Regions from separate parts of the Mus musculus genome. Here all the other regions are linked to region 1. The links are chromatin contacts, called in public HiChIP or PLAC-seq and promoter capture Hi-C maps. All regions are on one chromosome and are shown on one strand. Each heading gives the region's core, a stretch centred on a gene start, on an enhancer-like site or on the middle of the called end of the contact. The rest is flanking DNA. Distances are from core to core; before and after follow the strand shown.

Evidence for each region. Promoter capture Hi-C pulls out the DNA fragments that hold promoters and counts their contacts. HiChIP or PLAC-seq counts read pairs in DNA pulled down with a chosen protein or histone mark.
Region 2: a contact with region 1 is called in a promoter capture Hi-C map of hippocampal neurons, with 2.3 times the contacts expected there. The contact joins the promoter of Npy5r here to the promoter of Psd3 in region 1.
Region 3: a contact with region 1 is called in an H3K27ac HiChIP or PLAC-seq map of embryonic stem cells, with 6 times the contacts expected there. The contact joins the enhancer-like site here to the promoter of Psd3 in region 1. A contact is called at or near these places in 1 of 39 promoter capture datasets (embryonic stem cells), 5 of 15 datasets of contacts at CTCF or cohesin (the NIH/3T3 cell line, embryonic stem cells, large pre-B cells and 1 more), 95 of 484 Hi-C or Micro-C datasets (3T3-L1-derived adipocytes, the AtT-20 cell line, B cells and 56 more), 13 of 115 datasets of contacts at active chromatin or transcription factors (astrocytes, bone marrow-derived dendritic cells, differentiating embryonic stem cells and 6 more) and 1 of 9 other capture datasets (embryonic stem cells).

The regions. Positions count from the first base shown.
Region 1 is chr8:67,971,879-67,976,416 of GRCm38.p6, forward strand. Psd3 (pleckstrin and Sec7 domain containing 3) reads right to left here and starts at 2,696. Exons shown (of 16, transcript NM_177698.4): 1 at 2,255-2,696. The coding sequence starts at 2,285. Gm15991 (a long non-coding RNA gene) reads left to right here. Exons shown (of 7, transcript XR_003947558.1): 3 at 696-905.
Region 2 is chr8:66,685,574-66,690,111 of GRCm38.p6, forward strand. It overlaps Npy5r (neuropeptide Y receptor Y5), which reads right to left and starts at 2,521. Exons shown (of 2, transcript NM_001358958.1): 1 at 2,308-2,521.
Region 3 is chr8:69,025,188-69,029,725 of GRCm38.p6, forward strand. No RefSeq gene overlaps it. Among named protein-coding and RNA genes, the nearest start is that of Gm33103, 25 kb to the left of the region's middle. Within about 2 kb of position 2,419, at least 43 of the 459 cell types and tissues checked have an H3K27ac peak or open chromatin away from gene starts, as enhancers often do. A contact at or near this core is called in Sertoli cells, differentiating embryonic stem cells, embryonic stem cells and 3 more, where this site is marked.

The sequences.
Region 1 (4,538 bases), core at 1,446-3,945:
AGGCAACCCACTCTGACTTGTGCTGAAGCAAGGATGGAAATGGAGTGCCGATTCTGACCACTCAGCCTGTAACTTTACTAATGAACAGCCGTGGCAAAGACGCCTCATTTACAAATAGAAAAATTAACCCTTGCAGAATTAAAGACCTCAACTGAGTTTTGTCTATAAGTAACTATAATTCTGAACTATGAAAAACAGTGACCAATAACCTCGCCAGAAACAGAGCAGAGCTTACATTCTCAAAGCAATGGAAAGGGGCTCATTAAAACAAAGCAGGGGATAATCTAATCCACTTACTAGACAATAGAAGATGTATTTGGTATGATAAAAATATCAGAAAGTGAGTGTAAATAATGCAGACCTGCCAAGCGAGTAATGTACTTCTTTAAACTTTGGGACGCACTCTCCACCCTGATAAAAGTCACATTTGGGAGAAGACTATGATATATACTGAATGATGCTCACTATTTTCTGGAGTCTGCTAGCTCTCTAAATGCATGCATATTCAAGGTTTTATGTGCTTCAAAGGCCGGAAAGACCTGCCAAGCATTATCCAAGCTTTTAGCATGTGCATACAAATGCAGAAGGTTCCATTAACTGGACATTCTCCCCCTGGTGATTAACAGTTACAGCTGTGCTTACCACAGTCTAAATCCCACAGGCTAATGATTCTGAACCCAATTGTTCTCATTCAGCCCCTCTCCCTACAGGAGCGACAGTAGTTTACCATGTCTGTCAATGTCGGCGGAAGCTTTAAAAACTACAGAGCAGCACACGAACAGCGTTCAGGTCAGAGGATGGGATAAGAAGCAAGCCATTAATTGTAGAGCAAAGTCTCTGCAACAGCACAGAGAGAAGAAAGCTTGCAGCAGGAGCCCATCTGAGAGCAACTACTTCTCATAATTGTAAGTCCCTGCAGATGTCTTCCTTTAGCCTTACCTCTTCTCTCTCCTCTATTTTATCCATTCTGTCCACTTTCTACACTTCCTCCTGTTTACACATCCACACCTCTAATATCCACTTTTAAGTTTCCTCTACACTGACTCTAGTTTATATTAAGGTTTTTTTAAAGAGAATAATGGTTCACACTGAACCCTTTGCAGCTCCACAATATCATTTGAGCAGCCATCTTTTGCTAAGGTTAACACACATGTGGTAATATTAGAATAAATTTTTCTTGCACATTTTTGTTAAATCATTTAACAGTGAAGAAATTTAAAGTGATGTTCAAAACACTGTATAGTTCTTTTAAAACTGTGAGTGCCAATTGCCAAGCAGCTAGAGTGATTGGCCGTGATAGCCAACGACAGCTGTGGGCAAGGCAGGGTGAGGTTAGAGAAGCAGCCTCACTGAGCTGGGGCTAAGCCTCAGCTGATCCACACTGGCACTCCCATCAGAGTCTAAAGTCAGGTTTCGTCCTGCAGACTGACACGAACAATTCCAAGCACATCAACATTGACCGGTCAACAGAACGTTGAAACTTGGTTTCTCTAGAGAGAGAAATAAATCTTAAAATACTATAAAATGTTTTTGACAGATAGGAAAGACACACTGAGAAATAAGAAGACAGTTGCTATAAACTTCCTGGAAAGGCTGTGATGACTTCAGCGTCAACTCCAATGAGAATATCCTGAAGTCACCCCCACCCCCTCCAGGCTACTTCAGTTCCTGGCTGTGCTTCGGACAAAAGCAGCTTGGGTTCTTTAAGAGAAACTCCTCCCCATCCCATCCAACACTAAACTAAGGAATAGCCTGTTTCCTTCTTTCTGCCTAAATCATGCAGCACAGAAAGGGTGCTTGTTTCTATAGGATGATAGAATGCCCTGTTCCTGGGAAACCTGCTTGGGGACGGGGAATGAAAGGAAGTAAAATTATAGGTAAGCATGATACTCTACTCTCCACTTACATTTTTTTTTAAAAATTAGAACATTCAGCATCAGACACTAAAACAAATATTAAAAGCTAAAGCCAAGTGAGGTACTGGGCAAAGGCGTTCAGAGGCCCCCGTTGCATCTTTCCGTTTTCTGGGCAATTAAAGAGTGCTTGGCAGGGATGCCCCAGAATGAATGCAGTCTGCTCTTTTCTATGGCAGGATTCAGCAGAACTTGGGCTAGCCCCCAGAAGTCTCCTACTGGGATGGCCGAAAGACAACACAAGCAGTCAATAATACAGACGGAAAATGTCACAGCAGCATTGCACAAGAGATAGATAATATATATTTGCCTGCATAGACCTACAAATAGAGGTTACTCACAGAGATTACTGTAGCTCCAGCAGTTACCCATTGATCATAGAAAATGCCCAGTTCATCAGTTTAACGCTTGAGAAAAGTTAACGAGAAAAGAAGCAAGCTAATGCAAAATGTGCTGTTCTAGTCAACTGGAAGCAAATTAGTTTCAAATTTCCTGGAGGCCCCTCTTGCCCTGCACTGCACACGGTGATGTAAATGGAAGCACTTTGAGCACTTGGAACCAGAGCTGAGCCGAGCCCAGGAACTGCCGCCTCAGCCCCTCACAAAGGCAGAGCAGCCCGCTCTCCTGCTGTGCTCAGCCTCGGTCGCTCTCTACCTTGGTAGCTTACCGAAGACAGCCACTGTGGGGCTTTTCTATAATTGTCAAAACTACTTCCAAGGAGATAACTGAGATGTCGGGAGTTAGCTTTAATGTAACCATTCCCCCAGTGCAGCAGCAGGAAGCCGGCAGAGGCTCTGAGAGGATCGTACCATCCTGGGTGACATCAGAGGTGGGGCTGTCATCCTAGTATTATGCAGCATTTTCTCTGATGCTGGAATGACACACATGAACCGAGATGGGCCGGTTCCCTTTAAAAGCATTTAATTCTCACGCTGTTCCGACGGAAGAGGCAAATGCAAAAACACTGCCCAAAAGCTGCTTCCATGTCAATCCAGAGCTGACAGTCTTTATCTCACTTGTAAGTGCTGCTGCCACACAGTCATTTTACTAATGATTACATTACTGTTCCTGTGACAAATTAATATTTCACAGTAATTGATAGTAATTGGAAACGTCCCATGAAAAGATTCAAAGATGTTGTGATCCAGTTTTAAAAGCAATGGGATAAACTTTCACATCACCTACAGTACTTTGGATGCATGCAATACTTTTCAAGCAATCTCAGTAAAAGCACTCCTTTTGTAAATAATAATATAAAATTAATACATAGTTAGTAACATAACACTGACTCTTGGACTTGATATAAATATTAAAAATAAATCTTGGGTGGAGAGTGTCCATTTGTGCTACAGCGCCTACCTAACCCTGAGTTTGATTCCCCAACACTGGAAAAAATAAAAAGTAAGTAACTCATCTTCAGTATCATTAATATTGCAATCAGCATGAGAAACACAGACACTTCAAAAAACTTTCCTATTTCATACACTCAGTAACCAGCAACCAAGAGCCAGAAAATGTGCTCACTTTAATTTATAAAAAATATTAATTTATAAATTTTATTTTAATTTATAAAAAATGAATGGCCACTTTTATAAATAATATAATTAGGTTAGAAAATGTGTAGTAATATGCTAGACACTGCACTAAGAAGTTTCATTTTGTGAATCCTTCTATCCCCCAGAAGTCTCTACAATAGCTACTATTATGAACCCATTTTATTGATGAGACTACTAAAATACAAAAGAGGTGTGAGTCTTGTCAGATCAGATGAGTAAAAGAGGCACCACTGGAAGGGACTCAAACTCAGACACTACGGCTCGAAAGCTCAGCCTCTGTACCACCAAGCTACACTTCCCACAAGTCTGCATGCCAAGAAAGAATTCTGAAAGAAATGTTCAGGGTTTGAAACTACAACAAACCAAGTAGGCCCATCTCTCAAGAAGACCAATTCATACGCAGGGGACAAAGATCAGATGGTGTATCTAGGGACAGCAGACTTGGTGACAGAAATGAAGCTGAGAAGTCCAGCTTGACAGCTGGCAGCTTGTCTTACTTGGGGAAAGGCTTAAAATCTCCCAGCTTTAGTTTATTAACCTCCAAGCTGTGGATGTTTAGCTTCTTGATTAGTAAACGCTGTGGTGAAGGCACAGGATCCGGACTTGTAATCTAGACTCCGTTACCTTCCAATTGTGTCACTTTAAGGTTATTTAACGTTTCTAGTCAGCTTCTTCATTCAAAACCACACAAATAATAATAGGGTTACACTAAGGATTAAATAAACTACAAATACAAATAAACCACTCAGATAGTAAATAATGATAAAAGCTCAAAAGTAATTATTGTAACTCTTATTATCAACAACTACCATTGCTTGGTGTAGAGACAGGGTCTCAAATACCCCAGGATGGCCATAACTGCTGATCTTCCTGCCTCAGTCTTCTGAATGCTGAGTTTATAGGCATATGCCACCAGCTTATTTTAAACTAAGCTGCCCGGTTCTTCTTTTTCCAAAACTCTAAGCAAAGCTGCTAGGATTGGGCAGAGGGATGAGTAGAAAGGAAGAGAGGACAATTTCTGTTGGCTTCATCCACATGTTAACCAATCCACAAATCACGGGTTTCCAAA
Region 2 (4,538 bases), core at 1,271-3,770, 1.3 Mb before region 1:
TCTCCTTTTTTTTTGGCAGATCAAAGAAATAATGTCTGAAGAATTCACTGGACAGTGACAAAAATGGATGATAGCACTTTTATAAATTATTTCTGTATCTTAGGAAAGTCAAGCCATAGGTAATTTAAAATGGATGCCACTTTAATGGATATCTGTGTAAGATGAGTTACACCTTGCCATTAAGCAAGTGTTTACTGAGCACCTAATATGCTCAGCATGCTGTTCTGCGTGTGAAGATGGCCACATCATCTGCCTGTCACTCATGGACATCCACACACATGACGGCTAAGGTCCTCCAACACGAGATACCTTCTCCAGACCTTAGCTCCCTTGAAGACTTCTCACCACCAAATTATAGACACTTCAATATGTGTGGGAGGACACATCAATTGCTTTCTTTAAAACGGCCTCCTTACAGTTACAGGACGGTTTAACCACTAGGAAGCAGTTTTGCCCAACAAGATAGATATAAATCATCTGGTTTCCAGTTGAAAATGTGAAGTAGAGGAGCCACTGGAAATCAAAATAAGGAGATAAACAACAAAGCAAAAGATTGCCCTGCTTACATTTGCCCCTTCACTTTTTCCTCTTTTTGAAACAAGCAAATGAGTCACAGAACCCTCAGTCTACGCAGTGATCTGCTTCCCATCACTGCAATAACCAACTCCCACGAGTTTGATACAGCACAAATACTTCATAGACGATGAAAACAATGCCATAAGAGACTGTTAATTCACCCTAGATAACTTTCGAAGGTGTGAAGGAGGGGGTGCTTTGACAATTACATAAAGGAATATTGATTATTGCAGAATGTTGCAAGCCACATGAGTTCTTCATTTCTACCCTCTTCTCTTTCTTACATGGCAACCTTTCTCACGGTCACAAGTTCCACCTGGCATGCTGGAATGTTCCCAAGGAACACTGTGTGTGTGTGTGTGTGTGTGTGTGTGTGTGTGTGTGTGTGTGTGTGTGTGTGTACTGTGTGTGTGTGTGTGTACTGTGTGTGTGTGTGTGTGTGTACTGTGTGTGTGTGTGTACTGTGTGTGTGTGTACTGTGTGTGTGTGTGTGTACTGTGTGTGTGTGTGCTCGTGCGCATGCGCGCGCGTTCATTGTGAGGATTTCCTGTAATTTTCTTATAAATTGGTCTGTATGGAACGCCAAGACAAGTGAAGTCTGAATAAACTTTAAAGCTTTTGAGAGCGGAGCTGAGTTAAGTTCTTTCTTTGACTAAGGGGAGAAAGGACAGTGAGCCAAGCTTAGAGAGAGACGGGTCTTTGCACTTAAATAAGGTTTCACTCTTAGGTTAATTCCCTGCTTAATAAAAATATGTATCATTCTCGCAAAAGATGCCAACCATGCAGAAGAATCGGATACATGTAGTTCTGCCTGTTTGCTGTGGCTTTGCAGCGATGGCACAATTCCATGACTCCACGTAGTGTGTGTTGTTCTGCAAGGCAAAATTCTGCAAAAGATGGCCCTGGACAAATAAGCACAGTACTCTTCAGCTACCGAGCATGCAGTACCCACCACCCTTCTCCTTATTCTAGATTCTTAACAGCAGGTCTCTCTCTCTCCTCTCTCTCTCTCTCTCTCTCTCTCTCTCTCTCTCTCTCTCTCTCTCTCTCTCTCTCTCTCTCTCTCTCTCCCTCCCTCTTCTTGAGACATCTGGAATTTGAAATGCACCCAGTCTTGGGCACAAGCTTACATCAAACCTTCATTTTCTTTTTCTTTTTCTTCTTTTGGCTTCCATCTAACAGTATGTTCTTTGAATAGCTGTACTATAGGTCTGTAAACTTACAGATAAGAATTCCTTTTTACCCCCTTGGAACTCAGGTGTGTGGATGGCTATTTCCTGCTAGCAGTTGACTTACAAGCCACCTTGCAAACCCAAGTGCACAGCTGTCTCCCTGTGTGTGGCCAGCTGTGGGACATGAAGGCAGCTGAATCGCCGCATCCTGGACATAGCCAGAGCTCAGCTAGGGCTGACAACCTGAGTGGGCACCCCGTGGGTTGTGGTTCCCTTACCTCAGACGCCCACCGAGCTGTACCCCGCGTTCCCCTAAGCCAAAGCGGGGACTGAGCTTCGTCCATCCCTCCTTCCCATACTAGGGACCCTCCCGGGACAATCTGATAGGGTCTGGCAAGAACCTGCTCCTCTGTGAGTTTGGCACCAGAGGGACCTGCCAGACTAGGAAGGATTCAACTGCAACCGTTTCCCCCGCTCTCCCTTCCCGCCGCCTGACAACTGCGGTTTCTCCACCTCCATCCCCTTTCTCAATCAGGCTGCCTCCCGGTCCGCAACCCACCCTCTTGGAAACCACAAGATGCTCCAGAACCCAGGATAGGGACGTGGGCTTCTCGTAGGGGCAGGCGAGGCCTGGAGTGGGTACCTCGGGATGCCCTGGCCGCTGCGGGTGCCTGGACTCCGGGGTACGCGGCTGAGTGCGGTCGCTTCTGCTTGAGATGGAAGCGGTGGCAGCAGGAGCAGGACCTGGAGGCGGCGGTGGGAAGGAGGGGCCCCGGAGCCGCCAGGGTTTTAGAAGAGCCTCGGGAACACGTGACAGTCCCTGAGACCCCGGACACCCGGCTCAAGATCGCCTGTTCCTGGCCTCCATAGTCCAATTTAGGTACATCCCGGTGCCCGTGTGTCTGTTTGGAGGCCCCGGGCAGCCGCTCTAGGGCTACAGGATGCATCCCCACTACCCTGTTCTCTAGTTGCAGGAGTTAACTTAGGGGTCCCACGGATGGTTGTCTTTCCTATCCTCAACCCCATAGTGGCTTCTATGAGAGTAGGCGTTTTTTTCCGATAGCTTTTGTGAGAAAAACCTTCAAGGTCCATGTTTTCTTTATGAGAGGGGGGAAAATATCACAAAATCCCAAACAGAACATCTTCTTGCCTTTCTAACATAAAGAAGTCTGGGTGAGAAATTGACCTAAACCTGCAGGGAACAGGCTGTGATGAAGCGTGCAAAATAGACAATAGGATCAACTCCTACTCTAAGGGGTAGTAGTGTGTGGGTGTGAGCGAGGGACATGGAGCAGAGGGAGCTGGGAAGTGGGGGTGAAATGGAGTCAGCCCTTCTTGGAAGCTTTCCGTATCAAAACGCGTGAGTGTGTATGGGAGGGGGCAGGGGGCAGCGGTGTTTTGTCATCTTTCAAAAACATAAAGACAACCTAAGGAAATGAACAAATAGAAACAAATAAAACCCTGTCCTGTTGCACCAAAGCTTGATTTTCATTTTTAAGATTGACAGATCTGTATCCTTTTGTGCAAGATTGTCACAGTATTTGGCCAATCCTCGGTTGGCCTGCCATAACAACAGTGTATTTCCTACACCATCACGATTACAGTGCTTAGCATTGCCTGAACTGTAACCCCAAGGCACTGTGTCGACTGAAGAGGACTTTGGTCCCTTGACTTTTATCCCATGCCCCTGGGGCAGCACTTGCTGTGTCTCAAAGGTCAGAAGATATTTGCCTGTTTCTGCTAATTTAGCAGTCAGTACTCAAGGAAACTGTAGTGTATGCCGTTCCCTCAGCCCAAGGAATCCAAGAACTTCAAAAGGGCTTCAAGAAAATATCATCTGATTCTACTGGGCTTCATTTCAGAATCACTATATTTGTCCCAATATTTGAACACAGAAGGTACCTGTGCAGGGTCCTGGGATCCTGCAGTGAGGGAAGAGAGGAGACTGGCTTTTAATAAACAAAAGCTTAGCAAACAAGGGATTGGTCCTAGGCTTTCTTTTTTTGGTTTGGTTTGGTTTGGGTTTTTCAAGACAGGGTTTCTCTGCATAGCCCTAGCTGTCCTGGAACTCACTTTGTAGACCAGGCTGGCCTCAAACTCAGAAATCCTCTTGCCTCTGCCTCCCAAGTGCTGGGATTAAAGGTGTGCACCACCACACCTGGCCCATCTTAGGCTTTCTTAATGTCAGCTATTGTGCAGTTCACACACTATATGTTGCCAGGTGGGTATTTATTCTCCTGTCCCTTGCAGTCTGACACACACCCTTCCAAATGCACAGTGAGTTTTCAAACAGCTTCTTAGAGACACCCGTGGTGGATGTCTTCCCAAAAATATAGCTGTGCTACATACTCTTGTCTATCCCATGTCAAAAATACAAGTTTTTTCCTTTTCCACACATTTGCTCTTAGCGCTATGTTGAAAAGAATGGCTCATATGGCACTGAGATGATTCTGAACTTGCCTGTTTTCATTTCCTCCCTAAACACACAAGCCCCAAAAGGAAAGGTCAGCGGTAAAGTGCTTGCCTCACAAGTGTGACAACCGAGGTTGCAACTTCAGCAGCCATGTTAAAGCTGTGTGTGGCACTTCACCCACAAGAACACAAGACCCTGGTGATTTGCTGGTCAGAAGGAAAAGCTAAAACAGCGGGCTCCTCGTTCAATGACAGATCCTGTATCAAACGCTAAGGTGGAGATTGGCCACCTCTGGTGTTTACACATATATGTGCAAGTAAGCATGCACATGTATACACCTTACACAATACACACAGGAGTGCACACACATGCACACA
Region 3 (4,538 bases), core at 1,169-3,668, 1.1 Mb after region 1:
AACTACCTAAAATATATGCATATATGAAGGGATAGATAAGATCACCAAGTTATGGGGAGACAGAGTCTGAACTGGTTATCTCTTATCACCACATGAATCTTCCAATATTAGGATTGGGTTACATCTTATTGAGTTGTAGGCCAAGGAGTTTCATGGGAACCCCTCAAACAACCCAAGTCGTTGCTGAAACTATAGGTTGCTCTCCACAAAACTGAAGGGAAGGCCCTATTGCTGAAGACAATACCTACACAACCCATTGACTATGGAGAAGTAGAGGCAGTGCCTGCAAAGAGCCTTCACTCCTACATTCTAGCATCTTTGGAACACCAGAAGGGAAACATGAACATCATGCCGACCACAAACCTTTGATCTACAGTAGTGTCTTGCCTGCAACGTAAGTAGGGCAATGGTGGCACAAGGCTTATGGGAGTAACCAACCAATATAAGATTTGACTTAAGACCTACACCATGACATGGAAACTATACCCAACACTGCTTGGATGCAACAACCAGAGACTAGATTGCTTAGAGACCTAGGGTAAAACCAAATATTATTATTAAGGGGAAAAATGCAGCAATGAAATGACTCCTAATGACATTCTGCTATATTGATAGATTTGTGCCCTGCTCAGTTATCATCAGGGAAGCTTCCTCCTGCAACAGATAGAGAACGAGACAGGACAAAGACCCATAGCCAGACAGTATGAGAGTGAGTAACCTTGGAATGCTCAGCCCCAAGAGATTGTCTCTATCACATCCTCCCCTTGGGGCTCAGTAAACTCTCAGAGTAGGAAGCAGAAAGAGTGTAAGAGCCAGAAAGGATGGAGGACACCAAGAAAACAAGGCCCTCTAAATCAACAGGACCTTCACACATGAACTCACAGAGACTAAAGCCACAGCCACCGTGTACCAGCTCTTTCATCCAGCTGAGAAGAGAAGTGGATACAAGCCCCACTGGAACCCAGCAGCTGTCTCTAATTGATAACCACTTTGCAAATAAAAATAAAATTTGTTTCCTCGGAGGGAGTCTCACTGGGGAAACAAACCTCTCTTAAGGGTAGGCCCCATGGCCAGCAGTAGACGGCCGACACAAAACAACTCAGAAGCATCTTTGGAGGCTTCTTGTCTCGTAATGTCCTGATTAGGGCTTTTCCTCTTCTTCTTCTTCTTTTTTTTTTTTTAATTTTATCTTGTTTTTTATTTTTATTTTATTTTGTCTCCCCAACCCAGGTCCTTCGCATATATACTAGGTTTCCAGTTTATTGTTTTTGTTTTTTTTTTCTTATTGTTTTTGGTTTTTGAGGCAGTGTTTCTGTGTAGCCCTGGCTGTCCTGCAGCTCATATAGATTAGCTGGCTTCAAACTCAGAGATCTGCTTTACTCTGCCTCCTGTGTGCTGGGATTAAAAGTGTGTGCCACCACATCTGGCCAGTTTACTGGTTTTATGAGATTCTGAGTATGCAAATAACAAGTGGATCTATTTCTTATGCTTTTAATTTTTTTTGTGTGTGTGAAGAGCTCTTTTCTTCTGTTTTGTGTTTTGTCCTATTCCAATGTTAGCTTTGGTTTTATCTTATTATATTTTTTTACTATCCCTTAAAGGTCCCTTTGTTTTCTAATAAACAACAGAAATGGAATAGATCCAGCTGGGAAAGGAAGTGGGAAGGGCTGAGGAGGAGGAAGAAGAGGAAGAAGAGGAGGAGAGGAGGAGGAAGAAGAAGAGGAGGAGGAGGAGGAGAGAAAACTTTTATCAGGACACATTATGTGAGAAGATAATCTATTTTAAATAAAAAGGAAATGCCAAAATTAATTAATTAATTAATTAATTAATTAATTAATTAAAAACAAAAAATAAAAGTATATAATTCTCTGATTTTTCTTAAGCTTTCATCCTCTTTACATACATGCATGTGTGTATATGTCTGTATTTATTTTTCTATTGCTACTAGAACAAATCCTACAAACTCAGTGGCTTAAAACAATACATCTTTTTCAAAACTCTTACTGTTCTGTAGAATAGAAATCCAAAATAAATGTCGCTGGGCTAAAATCCACGAGATGGCAGGAGGCACTCTTCTGCAGGATCAGAGTTCTGAAGAATCTGTGTCTGCGCTTTTCCCAGCTATCTGAGACCCCCATGTTCTCACAGCCCCTTCCACCTTCAGAATCCTTCTGACCCTTCTCTGGCCACACTTCACACTCGCACATTGGCTGGGACAGGTTCCCTTCCCTTAAAGATTCCATTTCTTAGATACAATCTGTCTCCTTCTCTCCCCCGCCCCCAACCCAACCCCAGAATCTGAAGACATATAATCACACCTGTAAATTTCCATGTTGTTGAGGCTCAGGCAAAGATACCCTGGGATGGTGCTTTGATCCACTATCAGGCCTGAGAAGTTGCTCAGAATGCAGGTTCCTCTGACCTTGTCTGCTTTCTCTCCTGAGCACAGGAACAGGCTCACTCTGGAACTCACTTATCTGACCAAAGGGAGAAGTGCAATTGTCTTAAAAACCTCTCCCTAAGCATCCCATCAAATAACCAGGGAAGATTAACTACTGGGGACAGAGACTAGCCATCTCCACACCTCCTGCCCAGACAGCTTTTCCAGTTTTTCCTCTCTAGCACATGGATGAACTCCAGCGCTGAGCTGCACCTCCAGCCTCCCCACCCCCTTGCCTTTTCATCTATTCTTCTGAGGACAACTCCTGGAGATTGCTCAAGAGCCTTTATCTACCCACCCCGCCAACCTTTGTTCCTCTCGCACATTCCTTTCCCTACCTCTCCCACTGCTTGCTGACAACACCCTCCCCTCCCGAGGATTCCAAGCTTCTCCCTATCCGAGTCTCCTTTCTTCTCTACAGCTGGAGAATTATGAAAGACTTGACCATCAGATCCTTTAGAGGAGACTAATCCTTTGTTCTGGTTTTGCCCAGTCATACACTCCCTCCTCTGCTCCTTGCAGCAACACGGGACAGCCAGAGTAAGTTTGTTACTAAGACACATAAAGGCTTTTCCATGGCAGACACCATCCAGATTAAGTCTGGACTCTAGGCTTCTGTCCATTGTATATATCTTGGTTATCTCCTAAAGGAATGTGCCAGAAACAATCTACCAATGTCTACCAAACATTACTCAAAAGCAGACAGCATTAACAAGGATAACTGGCTTAAAAGAGAAGGTGCTCAGACTTGGGAGCCAAGTTGGTCTGAGTTCAATAAGGCTCTGCTATTTGTTGTACGAGAAGTGACTATCTGAAATCAAGCTGATCATTTTACATCTGACTCAGTTTTTCATCTGCACAATGGTACCATCATGCCAAATCCAGCAGGATGAAGTGAGAGGCCCTTTAAGAGTACCACATATCATGAAGTTCTAACTGAAAAGGAATCTTAGTTGAGAAATGGATGAAAGTCAATATTTCTTTGAAAGTCAACACAATTAATTAATGGGGACAGAACGCAGAGGTTTGTAGGAGTGGGTGAGTCACCGGGAAGAAGTGTGAGGAGACTGTTGTCTTTGAAGGCTTACAAGTGTATGCTTTCTTTATCAGAAAAGTATATATATATATATATAAAACAAATTTATCAGTACTCACTCAAAACTTACACATGTTGGATGTGTTACACTCCAATTATTTAAAAAAAAATTGAAGAGGAGAGAAGCAAAGGAGAAAAGAGTATTTTCCCAAAAAACACTTGGGAAGCTGGGAAGCTGGGTGGGTGAGGAAATCTTAGCTCGGGAGACAAGACAATGATCTCAGCTCTCTAACCCTGCCCACCACACCCTTCTAAGTGTCCTTGTACCACTTGTGGGTTTTGGAGCCTAAGGAAGAGGGAGAGAGCCTCATGCAGAAACTAGGACAACTTTTCTGCTGGCACAGATATGAGCATGCAGAGTAAAAGCAGATGAGCTCATGAAAGGGAAAGTTGGTGGAGAGAAAAGAGAGCCCCTTAAGAAAACAGAGAGGCCGGGCGGTGGTGGCGCACGCCTTTAATCCCAGCACTCGGGAGGCAGAGGCAGGCGGATTTCTGAGTTCGAGGCTAGTCTGGTCTACAGAGTGAGTTCCAGGACAGCCAGGGCTATACAGAGAAACCCTGTCTCGAAAAACCAAAAAAAAAAAAAAAAAAAAAAAAAAAAAAAAAAAAAAAAAAAAAAGAAAAGAAAACAAAGAGATTCCTGAAAGCATTCTTGAGAAACAAAATCTGGAGAAACAATGAAATCAGATTCCATGCCTCCAGTTCAGCAGTGAGCAATAAGCATGCAGATTAGTATTATTACTTTAGAAAGTCATAATAAAACTATATCTGGAAGTTGAAGAGCAGAGAAGAGGCCAGCAAAGATATTCCGTATCTATCTACCATTAAAGAGAGACAGTAGATTATATAAAATTGTTGTCAAGAAAAAAACTGGGCAATTTCTACAATATAATAGCTTTTCTGTAATATAATAACAGTAGTAGATAAGAATGTGAACATAGAGGATAGGATCCATAAGCCAGAAATAGTGGCTCAAACACTTGAGAGATTTAAAAACAATTT